Regions from separate parts of the Mus musculus genome. Here regions 1, 2 and 4 are each linked to region 3. A link is a contact called in public HiChIP or PLAC-seq, Micro-C and promoter capture Hi-C data. All regions are on one chromosome and are shown on one strand. The core of a region is the stretch at or near the end of the contact, and the rest is flanking DNA. Distances in the headings are between cores, read along the strand shown.

Region 1 (2,729 bases), core at 217-2,716, 360 kb after region 3:
CTTTATTCATTAGGGGATTCATTCACAAGAACAGCACCAGGCGCATCCGCAACAAAGCGGCATCTTTCCCGCTGTCTTGTGTTTGAACGCTTTATCGGTCCAGTCTAACTCATGAGACAAGGCTTTGAGTTCTTTGGAGACAATGCCAGAGTTTTCTCATTTCTGTGCCTGACCACAGAGCACTGGGTGATGCTCCTGAAGCACTCAATTTTTTCACATAAATCGAAAAATACAAGAAAATCAAGGAATAAACATTAATTTGCTGAGGTCTACTTTGTGCCAGAATAGGACAATAACATCTTTTTTTCTTTATCATTTTCTTTGTTTGCTTGCTTGCAACATGGTCTTACTGTGTAAGGCAGTAAGACATGTTTCCCATGGATTAATTCATTTAGCAGTTCCAACATCTCATAACAATTCAGATATTTTACAAAAGACAAAGCTTAAAAAAAAAAAGTCACACAACCCTAACAGAGAAATATGTGACTTTTAAGTGACCAGGACAAGAAGGAGTTGGGCTCACATTCAGCCAGCTTCGAGCGCACTCATGATGACACTGTACAACCGACTCAAGCTATAGAGCACTTTAGTCAATGGAAAAAAACAAAAAAACAAAAAAACAAACAAACAAACAAAAAACTCTCAGGTGAAGAATATTAAGTTCTCAAGTTACAAAAGGATGTGGAATACTCAGTGCCACTCAAAAGCCGAAACAAACTAGGAGCTATCATGGAAGATGACAAAGGAAAGTCCCACGTGATCCAAGGCCGGTTTTGAAGCATTGTGCTTCTAACAGTCCCCTCCCGAGAAGGAACATAAAGTCATAAATCTCTGCCACGCCCACTCCAGCCCTGTTCGTTGTTTGCTTTTTTAACACCAGCCTTTCCATCTGCTCTTTCCTGTGATTTTTTTTTAAATCACTTGCTAACCTCACCCTATAAACAGACCCTGAAAACTTAGAACTGTGGGGCTGTATCTTTATGAAGATGGGGTGGCAGTGATGAAGACGGTCACAATGACAAGTACCCACAGCTATGAGGGTGGCTTCACAAACAATCCAAAAGGATAGCTCACTTCAGGAAATACTTGGTGCCTTAGAAAGAACCATAGATGTGTTTACCTTAGTCCCCACTGACATTTAACCATTAAGTCTCCAGAATGAAAGCAATAAGGACGGTCACGAGGACTTCACCCTACACATAAATGCAAATATTCTGGACTTGATTTGTGGCTGTCCAGTGGCTTAGACTCAAGCAGGGCTCGCCTGAAAGGAGGGCTGGAAATAAAAAGGGCAGGGGGGCGGGGAGGAGATGGGAGGGTGAAAGAAACATGGAGCCAAGGCTCATGTTTAATATTTAGCACAGCATATATATAGGGGTAAACCTCAAAACCCAACCCCAGAATAGCAATGCAGGTAGCAACAGCACAGCAGCCAATCTGATAAGTTTCCATTTCTTGTCCGTTCATGAATTCCACTACACCAAAGTTCATAGCTGCAGCTAAGGCAGCTGTTTCTGTTCAGGCCGATAAGGCCTATCATACAAAGTATGTATATCCTGCCTATCATGGCAAATAGCCAAGGTCTTCTGGGAAGAATGTTCAAGGACTGCTTGTCCAGGACAGGCTGGGGGGGCAGGGATCACATTATTTCAAATTCCCGAGCGAGGCACACACATAAATACCCTTCTGTGCTGCTCCTTCTCACTGGAGCAGTGCGAACATGGTGCCAGGGCTGCAGGTCCTTCTGTTCCTCACCCTGCATCTCCTGCAGAACACAGAGAGCTCCATGGTGCATCTCAACAGCAATGGATACGAGGGTGTGGTCATTGCCATTAACCCCAGTGTGCCGGAGGACGAAAGGCTCATCCCAAGCATAAAGGTAAGAAGGGGTTTTATTGTCAGGTCAATAATTCTGTTGCCTGCGCATCCAAACTCACACACACAGTTACACATTCACACACACAGTTACACACTCACACACACGGTTTTACCCTCCTAAAGGGCACTTTAACCATCTTCATCATGTCTGCAGTATTATCTACAGTCAAGATGGAAATTTGCCTAGCTTTATATTTTTATTATATAATAAAATCTGTGTTTAACCTGTTAATAATTTATTAACTTGGTAAAGTAAGAGACTTCAGAAGAAGAAGAGTTCTCACACTTTATCTTAGTAATGTTGGTTTACAGAGTCTATACAGCAAATGTCCTGCCCACTCCTCCAGCTGCTCCTACGTGCTCAACTTTGGAAAATCCTTACCTATCTTAACTTAAAGGAAAACTGACACATGCTTAAAGCTGATGTGTTCCTAATTGCACTTGTTTAATAAAAATGTTTGCGTCGTGTGTACTTTGTCCATAGGTCCTTGCAACATTTCCATGCAATGCTTAGGAGCAGAAGGCTGGGTTCCTCTAAAAATTGAATGAATTGTTTGTAGGATTGTAGCAAGTAGCAGGCAGAAGCAAACCAGTCTTATTTGTATTTATTATTAGACATTGAGCAATGCCAGAGTGACTCAGTGGGTTATAAATACAGCTGTGTATACATATGTGTAAAATGATAATTGAAGATGAGGTCGTGAGTTTGTTAGGGAAAGGAGGGTTGTGGGAGGAATGGGGGAAGGGTGTAGACACATTCATATATAAAGTTTACCAAAAAAATGTGTGTTTTTTTTTAATAATCTGGTCATTTATTTATATGCTCTACTTGGGTAGTAACTCAAAATAAA
Region 2 (2,700 bases), core at 32-2,531, 310 kb after region 3:
CCTGAACCCAGATGGCTATAAATAGGGTTTACCACATTTAACTGTAGCAATTATATAAGTAAATGTTCGCAAAGATTTGCTATTTTGAAAGTAATTGTCATACATCTATTCAGTTCTAAAACATGAATAAGATAACCAGCTTTCACTTAATGAAAACATATCAAGACATAAATGTATTACTTTCACAATAACTATAAAGTAGCTATATGTTGGCCATACAGTATATTACTGACTGTGCTAAGTGCTGTGGATGTGTGATCTTGTATCCTTAAACTTTTAGGAGTTAGGTAACATTAGTAAAACCATTCTGCACAAAATGAAGCTGAAAATTGGAATAGTGAGATTTATCCATTATAAGACAATTGCCAAATCTAGGAATGAGAACCGTATCTCTACAGTCTATAAACAATCATTACACTAACAGTCTGAAAGAGGGGTGTGTGTGTTTGTGTGTGTGTGTGTGTGTGTGTGTGTGTGTCTTTGGGAAAATCTCAGGAAAGACTAACATAAATTAGAAAACATAATTTCTTCTCAAGGTACCTAAAACAAAGACTCTTAACTAATATTCTTGGTGGAAGTCAGAAAAATATGCAGACCAATTATAACAAAGTATATCAGCTTCTTCCTTCATGATAAGTCAAAGTTGTTTTGTTTTGGGTAAATCATAAAATTCTTTAATAATAACTAAATAAAATACATGAAAAGTGACATTTCAAATAATTGAATCTTGCTAGTCCAACTGTGGTCATGACTTTGCAAATGCTATCAAGTCGGAAGGAATCTACAACTATCTGAAAGTCTTGAATCTTCATCAAGTGTTTTGTGGGGAGATAATAACAACTATTTACATTCATTTTAATTTTTATTCATTTAGTAGCTACTGTATGCCAGAAATCATTACTGGAGATTTGTTCATCCTCTACTGAGTAGCCAACATGTCTATCTCTGGAGGATTAAAAGTACTGAGAAGTCTAGTGCTTGCCCATTTCCGTGTATCATCAAGTCAGCTAAGAAAGAGAATATTAAAAATATGTGCATTCTTAAGTTTATCAGCAGTGACAGCATGTAATTAGCACCCTGCTTTTCACAGGCAATTACCTCCAGTGACCAGAGCACTTCCGGTTCTGAGATCGTATTGCTGACAGATGGGGAAGATAATGGAATAAGTTCCTGCTTTGAGGCCGTCTCTCGCAGCGGTGCCATCATCCACACCATCGCTCTGGGGCCTTCTGCTGCCCGAGAACTGGAGACTCTGTCAGACATGACAGGTACAACTTCGGAACCTTTGGACAGATGTTCACCAAGTGGGAAGCTTTTCAACACTTCCCTGTTTAAAGTTAATTTTTCTCTCTTCTTTGACCTTCAAGTTCAGTTCTTTCCTTTCTCTGCTTCTTCGCATGTCCCCATCTTAAATTATTCGGTGCCTGCTGCTTTCATTCATCCTTCACCCACTTTTTCTTCATTGCACTAAACAGATGCTCTGTCTCCATGGTTACGCAAATACAAGTAGAAAGTGTCAGCTCAATACCAAAGTACCATTCAATCCCGCAGTAAAGATTTAGACGTCTCATGATAGGTGAGGAGGTGAAAACCTGGAGACACAAATGATTTTCTCAATTAAAACCCTGGTCACCGGATCAGGCCTCCCCGCCAGCCCACTCTGCTCCCACCACCTCAGGAGATCCGAGTATCTTCTCTCCCTAACAGGTTTTCCCATCACACCCTGACCCAGCACTCACACCCTGCTTGGGTTACTTCCAGGATCTTCCAGTTGGCCTTTCTGAAATGCATTACTTTAGTTAGCATGCACTGGTTGGTACATTTCTGGCAGTCATTTGTCTAACTCCTGTCCTTTGTTATCTAGTCTTTCCCATATCTTCATACCCAAAAATCTTCTTTCACTCGCATCATTTATTCTCTGCATTTTGCCCATGACTATTCTGTTATACATTGGCATCCTCTGAAGCAATCTTCAGTCTCACCTTCTATAGAACCACTGGGTACTTAGCCCAATTTCACTATTGCACTTACCTCTGCTGATTGACATAAAATAATGAAATTTCCCTTATGCTTACATTTTCCACTTCTCTTTAACTTACCTATTCTGAATAAGATGTTTTGATTAATATAGGTTTATAGTAAGTTCAGAGATACTCTGAATGTCCATGGTTTAGAAACTCATCTTCTGTGGAGTTTAAACAGAAACGTTAACTCGAGGCTGGTGAGTCAGCTCAGTGAGTGAAAGTTCACAGCCTGAGTTCAACTCCTGAACCAACATGGCGGAAAGAGAGAAGCAACTTCAACAAGCTGTCCACTGACTTACGTGCAGACACAGAATATAATTATTTAATAATAAATGAAACATCAGGTGGACTTTAAACTAAATCTCTGATAGCACATTTGATTTTCCCATTTAAAATTCTCCTTCAGGAGGGCTTCGTTTCTATGCCAACAAACATGTAAGCAGCCTTATCGACGCTTTCAGTAGGATTTCATCTACAAGTGGCAGCGTCTCCCAGCAGGCTCTGCAGGTCAGTACATGGAGAGAATACTTTGAAATATTCCCTCACCTTTGCAGTAAATTCCTATTATATTTCTTATTACCTCTTCTTTCTCTAATAAATCATTCTTTTGCCAAAAAATTAATTCCATTATGAAAAACACCATTAGTGTATTTTCTTTCAGAAGTCATACAAAATG
Region 3 (2,700 bases), core at 29-2,528:
GCAAGAAGTAGAATCCCTGGACTCATCTTACTTTATCCCACCTTTAAACTTAGATGCCATCTGGCCCACTCTGCGGGGCAGCTCAGCAATCTTCACGTTTTTTCCACTTTCTCCTTTTTAAAGTAATTATCCTGAATTAACCAACCTACCTTAAATTTACTTACAAGCCTGAGTTGATCAGAACTGATTTTACAGAACAACCTTGAAGACCTATCTGTTCTTTGTAGAAAGTCATTGCTGAAGCAGTCATAAATGGAGAACTACTAAACCAGAGGGTGGGGGTTGGGGGCATCAGTGGCCTGCAACGGATCGTTTCTATACTCATCCTGACTCCCATTTGTCTGTATGGAGTTAACAAAAGTGACGAATAAATGAGGCTATCTGCTCAGATCTTGAGACGCTCGAAAAGCAAAGACTAAAACTATTAATATACACCAGTTGTAGAATTAGCAGAAAACAGCAATAATAATACTTTGCTATTAAAAATTACAAATATGGCCGGTCTCACCATTAATCAAAGGTATGAAGTAAAGCTTACAAACAGGCACGATTTCTACAGTTTGATCCTTTACCTAAACCAGAGGCACTCGTACCCTCAAACATTTGACACCCTTGTAAGCCATGGCGTGACAGAGAAACTTGGTCTTTAGGGTCACCAATAGCAGCCACCGTTAGGTTAAGGTTACTCAACTGACATATTCAGTGCCAGAGACAGGGGACATGACTCGGGGTACGTCAAGAACTGGACTGGCATCGGGTGAGCTCAAGATTAGGAAAACACTATGTCGGAAACACCCCCAAACCCGGACCCTCGCTCTGCAGGGACCCTATCCCCCGCTAACTTCTCCCCGGCGCCCCGAGACCACACCGCGGGAAGCAGGGGCACAATGTCCGCTTTCCTCTGGGTGACAGTGAGGACCTGAGCACCAAACACATACTGTTCAGGAGGGGTGGGCACCACGGGTTTCACTTCCGGGTGCCTAGGGTCACGCGCGGCCCGCCCTCAGAGCCCACCCCAGACTCGCGCCCGCCCGCCCGTCCGCCCGTCGCCCTGACGTCATCCCCCGCCGCCGCCACTACCTACAATGGCCGGAGGCCTCTCTGAGGCCTGCCCGGCCCTGGGTCACTGCAGCAGGCGGAGAGTGCAGAGAGAGTAGGAGGCCAGAGGGAAGGGCAGGGAGCGCGGGGAGAGAAGCTGACGAGTCACCAGAACAGGCAGCGGCGGCCTGAGCGCGTCCACCTTGGAGCTCAACGTTGCTAGTAACCGGCCTGCGGTTTCTGTGGAAACGGACGCCCCGCCCTCATCGGCCCGCTCCGACGCAGCTAATTGGTCGGGAGCTCTAGAGCGCGAGCGCCGTTCCTGCTGTGATTGGAGGGAGTGAGGGGGCGTGGCCGGCGGGGGGTTGTCTCTGCTCTGGTTTCTCTAGTGAGATTTTTCAAAAGCTTTAGCTTTGAGAAAAGGCGTAGCTTTTGTGCGTCGCTGACCGAAAATCTCAACCGCTCTCATCCTAGCAGGGAAGGAAGGTCCGTTCCGAGTCTCTTGACACTGGATCGAAAAATGACTTCCCTGCTTTTGCCCTTTTTTGTAGCTAGGATTTGAAAAAACCCAAGACAGAAAAACCTTTCCAGTGTATGGCATTATCCCCCACAGGAGTTTTTCTTCTTTAAAAACATAGTCAGCAGGTTCTCCAAAATGTCGTTCAAGTCCTCCTAAGTCCTTAGATAAAGCTGCTGTGCTTTCTAAACTGCTGAACCGGCCAAATGAGATCTTGGTAGGACCTAGTAGTGGTTTTTTGTTTGTTTATTTTGTTTTGTTTTGTTTTCCTTATGAGATTTTGGGAGTTTTGTCATTGTTCTTGGAATGTTTTCATGCACCTCCCAGGTGTAGTAGATAGGAGTGAGTTTACGTCCGAGTTTTTGTACAACTGGCTATTATCCATTTATTTGCCTCTATGGGAAACAAACAAACAAACATGTTTTTGCCGCGTGCACCTTGTCCTTCTTATATACTCAAGTGACCTTTCTTAGCACTCAGGGTATACACTGTCTGATGCTCTGAATAAAGTTGGCTATTGCATGCGGCGTTAGTCTGCCTCGTTCCTCCGCTCCACTCCCTCAGGTTCCACCACAGGAAGAGATATAAAAATGAACAGCATATCGAAGCAGCGCATACTTCTAGTAGATAGAGTAAAATGGTAGCTATGGGAAATGTCAGCTAGGAGCTGAACTGTCGGCCCTTCAGTATGGCTAGTACAAGCTCTTCAGAGCCAGATGCTGTGCTTCTTAGGGAGTTTCCATAGGGAGCTGTTCGCCTAGGTGAGGAAAATGAAAATACATGTTTATGAAATATTCTATAAGAAAGTCATAAATAGCAAGTTTGTTTATAATAGCTAAAAATGGCAAGTAGATTGAATGTTTACCAGCAGGAAAATTGATTACATATTCAATACAATGGAATGATATTCCACAGTCAAAAACAACAAGCCACTTCAATATGCACCTTCTGCATAAGTAGCTTGAAGCTCTTCTCTCTGTTGCCTGGGACATTCAATATGGACATGCTGGGTACATGAGCAGCCATGGATAGACTGGTAATAGACGTCTTAATTCAGCCTTGTATAAGAAAGTAGCGTAGGCTGAGTTGTTTAAAGAACAGAAACATATTTATCACATTTCTAGAATCTCAGAAGACCCAACTCA
Region 4 (2,858 bases), core at 178-2,677, 510 kb after region 3:
GGAACACATGCTCCCGGGCTGGAGAGATGGGTCAGTGGTTAAGAGCACTGACTACTCTTCCAGAGGTCCCGAGTTCAATTCCCAGCAACCACATAGTGGCTCACAACCATCTGTAATGGAATCCAATGCCCTCTTCTGGTGTGTCTGAAGACATCGACAGTGTACTCATATACATAAAACAAATAAATCTTTAAAAAAAAAAAAAGAAGAACACACACTCCTAATGATCAACACTCAGGATGCTGAGACAGGAGGATTACAAGTTCAAGGCCAGAATAGGGTATTTGATGAGATGCCGTCTCAAACAAACAAAAATGGAGCCGAAAGCCAAATCACCCCCACCCCAAAGCATCCCAAGGTCTCTGTGAAGAAAGTGAGTTTTCCTGTCATTTGAGCTCTGACAGTCCCTTCAAGCCACAGACGAATAAAGGCCATAGTAAACTCAGAGTAGATGGCACGTAGCAGAGACCTCTGGAAGGCATGGAGGGGACACAAATGATATAAAATGAAAAGCACTCCCTGGAAAAGTTTGATGGTAAAAGCAATGTCACTTTGTACAAGGAAGTTTGTATGATGCTAATAAGCAGACGAGAGGCTCCAGGGAAACACTCTTTCTAGACTGAAAGCAAATCGTGTCTAACTAACGTTCCTAACTAAGACCTCTGAGCTCAGTCAGGAACATCTATCATTTCGTTATGATGGGACTGAGTGTATACCACACGCCGTGTAAGTGAAGCCCAGTCCATGAAAGGATTAAACGATCAGGGCAATGCTTAAAGTCTTTCAAATAATGGTTTCTTCACACAAGGAGGGTCTTTTCTCTTTGCCAAAGTCCCATCATCACATTCCGTTCGTTCTAGCTGGCTGACCTGACATTGCTGCCCTTTGATTGCTGGTATTTGGACAGATAGGACTTTGAACAGTGAGTTAACCTTTGTGGCAACTGCAGTATCAGTGGGTGGGCCCAGAAGGAGTGTGTTGTGTTTTATAAAAAAGATAAGGAGTGAAGCGATATGTCTGGTGGATGTGTAGTCAGGTGTGGGGGAAGGGGGTGTCTTCATGGGCCCATGCTGGGGTATCCCTTCCCTGTAAGGTACCAGCCACACAACTGACCGTATAGTATAGAATAGAGTCTATTCAGGGCATGGAGAGGGGTGTTGAGAGGGTAGTAGAGACAGAGAAAGGCAGAGAGAGAGCCGAGGAATACAAGCTGGCCATGAGCACGGAGAGAGAGGGAGGAGGGGAAGGGGAGGAGGGGCAGGGGAGGAAGGGAAGGGATGAGAGGACAGAGGGAGAGCAAGAAGGCATGAGAGAGTGGAGGGGGCGAGCAGCCCCTTTTATAGTGAGTCAGGCACACCTACTGTTGCCAGGTAACTGTGGGACAGAGCCTGGACAAAGTGCTAACAGAGTGGACAGTAAGGTCATCAGGAGACTGGGAAAATGGAGCCTAGGTAAACAAGATGCTTCAGCACAGGGGCGGCAGTGGTGCCACAAGTTTACACTGAGTGAAAATGAAGGGTTAGTAATCACCCACAGAAGAAGGGAGGCAAAGCCGCAACAGAAACCAGAGTACAGTTGGGTCAAGCAGTGAAGAGTGGAAAACAGGACTAACAACGCAGTTTTCATTGCATAATTGTGATGCAGACTGGGAAGCCGGCCCACCCTCCCACCGACAAATAGCAAGCATCCCAGACTTAAACATTGCCAGAAAAAAAAAAATAAGCTTTCAGTAATGAACTGTAGCTAAGTTGTAATCCTGGCTCTGGGGCTGATGGGAGCATGTTAACCAAGGCCCTGGGGAATGTCAGAGACGTAAGCTGAAATCATGTTAATTCCTGGGTGTTCCAGAAGCCTCTGTGCATCGACATGATTGTTTGATTTCATGAAACCCTGACTCGTCACTTCTACACAATAAGAAGCAAAGACTGGTCTCAATTTCCTGCCAAGCAGTTTTTAGGTCACCCCTGGCCAGAAACATGTCTGTTTAGGGCTATTTTAATTTGGAAGTGTACTGGTATGTGCCTGATTTATGCTCTTTGAGGAAAAATCAGTATTGTTCGGGATGCGCTGTAGTAGTTAAGACTCAAGGAGCAACGTGGCACTCAGGTCTGGAATGGGGAGACACGGAGAAGGCTGAGTTTTACCCTACCCTCTGTTTTAACTCATCTGGGATTGCTATGACAAAACACCTAACTGAGGCAACCCAGAGAGTGGCGATTCTCAACCTGTGGGTCATGACCCCCGGGGGGGGGTTGCCTAACAGGTATCCTGCATATTAGATACTTAATTAGGATTCAGAACAGTAGCAAAATTACAGTTACAAAGTAGCAAGGCAGTAACTTTATGGTTGGAAGGGGGCCACCGGCATCAGGAAGGCTGAGAAGCACTGTGATAGACATTTACTGGGAGCTTAGAGTTTCAGAGGGTGGATTCATGACCATCACGGCAGGGAGCCCGGCAGCAGACATGCAGGTATGGGGGTGGAGCTGGAGCGGCAGCTGGGTGCTTATGTACTGAGCTTTGAGCTTTTGAAACCTCAGAGCCCACCCCAGTGACACACCTCCTTTAACAAGGCTATACCTTCTTATCCTTTTCAAACATTCCCAGAAACAGTCAACCATAAGAGCCTAAGGGGCCATTCTTATTCAAACCACCCCATCCTCCCTCTGTGTGGCTCTGCTCTTGCCAATCCCTCTCCTCCAGACTCTCGCTCCTGTGTTTGCAGCCATGCTTCTCTATGGCTCTGACCCATGAGCTCTCGCTCATACTGACTTCTGCCTCACTGGCCATCTCTGCCTCCTCCCCCTCCTCCTCTTGCTCATCCTCTTCCTTCTCTTATTCTTCCTCCTTTCCATCTC

The links. Promoter capture Hi-C pulls out the DNA fragments that hold promoters and counts their contacts. A called contact is a pair of places that touch in the nucleus more often than the background predicts. HiChIP or PLAC-seq counts read pairs in DNA pulled down with a chosen protein or histone mark.
Region 1: a contact with region 3 is called in a promoter capture Hi-C map of macrophages, with 6 read pairs. The contact joins the promoter of Clca3a1 here to the promoter of Odf2l in region 3. A contact is called at or near these places in 13 of 39 promoter capture datasets (the 3T3-L1 cell line, 3T3-L1-derived adipocytes, the HPC-7 cell line and 8 more), 1 of 15 datasets of contacts at CTCF or cohesin (the NIH/3T3 cell line), 9 of 115 datasets of contacts at active chromatin or transcription factors (astrocytes, cardiomyocytes, embryonic forebrain and 6 more) and 2 of 9 other capture datasets (embryonic stem cells and liver).
Region 2: a Micro-C map of the G1E-ER4 cell line shows a contact between it and region 3. The contact joins the enhancer-like site here to the promoter of Odf2l in region 3. A contact is called at or near these places in 11 of 39 promoter capture datasets (the C10 cell line, the HPC-7 cell line, cranial neural crest and 6 more), 2 of 15 datasets of contacts at CTCF or cohesin (embryonic stem cells and stem cell-derived epiblast-like cells), 47 of 484 Hi-C or Micro-C datasets (the AML12 cell line, the C2C12 cell line, CD4 T cells and 25 more), 9 of 115 datasets of contacts at active chromatin or transcription factors (acute myeloid leukemia, bone marrow-derived macrophages, cardiomyocytes and 4 more) and 5 of 9 other capture datasets (adipose tissue, embryonic stem cells, liver and 2 more).
Region 4: a contact with region 3 is called in an H3K27ac HiChIP or PLAC-seq map of extraembryonic endoderm stem cells. The contact joins the enhancer-like site here to the promoter of Odf2l in region 3. A contact is called at or near these places in 8 of 39 promoter capture datasets (the 3T3-L1 cell line, the HPC-7 cell line, embryonic stem cells and 4 more), 13 of 484 Hi-C or Micro-C datasets (the G1E-ER4 cell line, Th1 cells, cerebral cortex and 2 more), 9 of 115 datasets of contacts at active chromatin or transcription factors (astrocytes, embryonic forebrain, embryonic stem cells and 3 more) and 2 of 9 other capture datasets (embryonic stem cells and liver).

What each region holds. Positions count from the first base shown.
Region 1 is chr3:144,759,714-144,762,442 of GRCm38.p6, reverse strand. Clca3a1 (chloride channel accessory 3A1) reads left to right here and starts at 1,466. Exons shown (of 14, transcript NM_009899.4): 1 at 1,466-1,879. The coding sequence starts at 1,721.
Region 2 is chr3:144,807,147-144,809,846 of GRCm38.p6, reverse strand. Clca3a2 (chloride channel accessory 3A2) reads left to right here. Exons shown (of 14, transcript NM_030601.3): 8 at 1,091-1,268; 9 at 2,431-2,531. Among named protein-coding and RNA genes, the nearest start is that of Clca3a2, 11 kb to the left of the region's middle. Within about 2 kb of position 1,281, at least 1 of the 459 cell types and tissues checked has an H3K27ac peak or open chromatin away from gene starts, as enhancers often do. A contact at or near this core is called in the G1E-ER4 cell line, where this site is marked.
Region 3 is chr3:145,117,167-145,119,866 of GRCm38.p6, reverse strand. It overlaps Odf2l (outer dense fiber of sperm tails 2-like), which reads right to left and starts at 1,278. Exons shown (of 17, transcript NM_001162538.1): 1 at 1,085-1,278. Gm40163 (a long non-coding RNA gene) reads left to right here and starts at 1,454. Exons shown (of 2, transcript XR_867692.2): 1 at 1,454-1,524.
Region 4 is chr3:144,610,625-144,613,482 of GRCm38.p6, reverse strand. No RefSeq gene overlaps it. Among named protein-coding and RNA genes, the nearest start is that of Selenof, 42 kb to the right of the region's middle. Within about 2 kb of position 1,427, at least 46 of the 459 cell types and tissues checked have an H3K27ac peak or open chromatin away from gene starts, as enhancers often do. A contact at or near this core is called in the G1E-ER4 cell line, astrocytes, extraembryonic endoderm stem cells and 2 more, where this site is marked.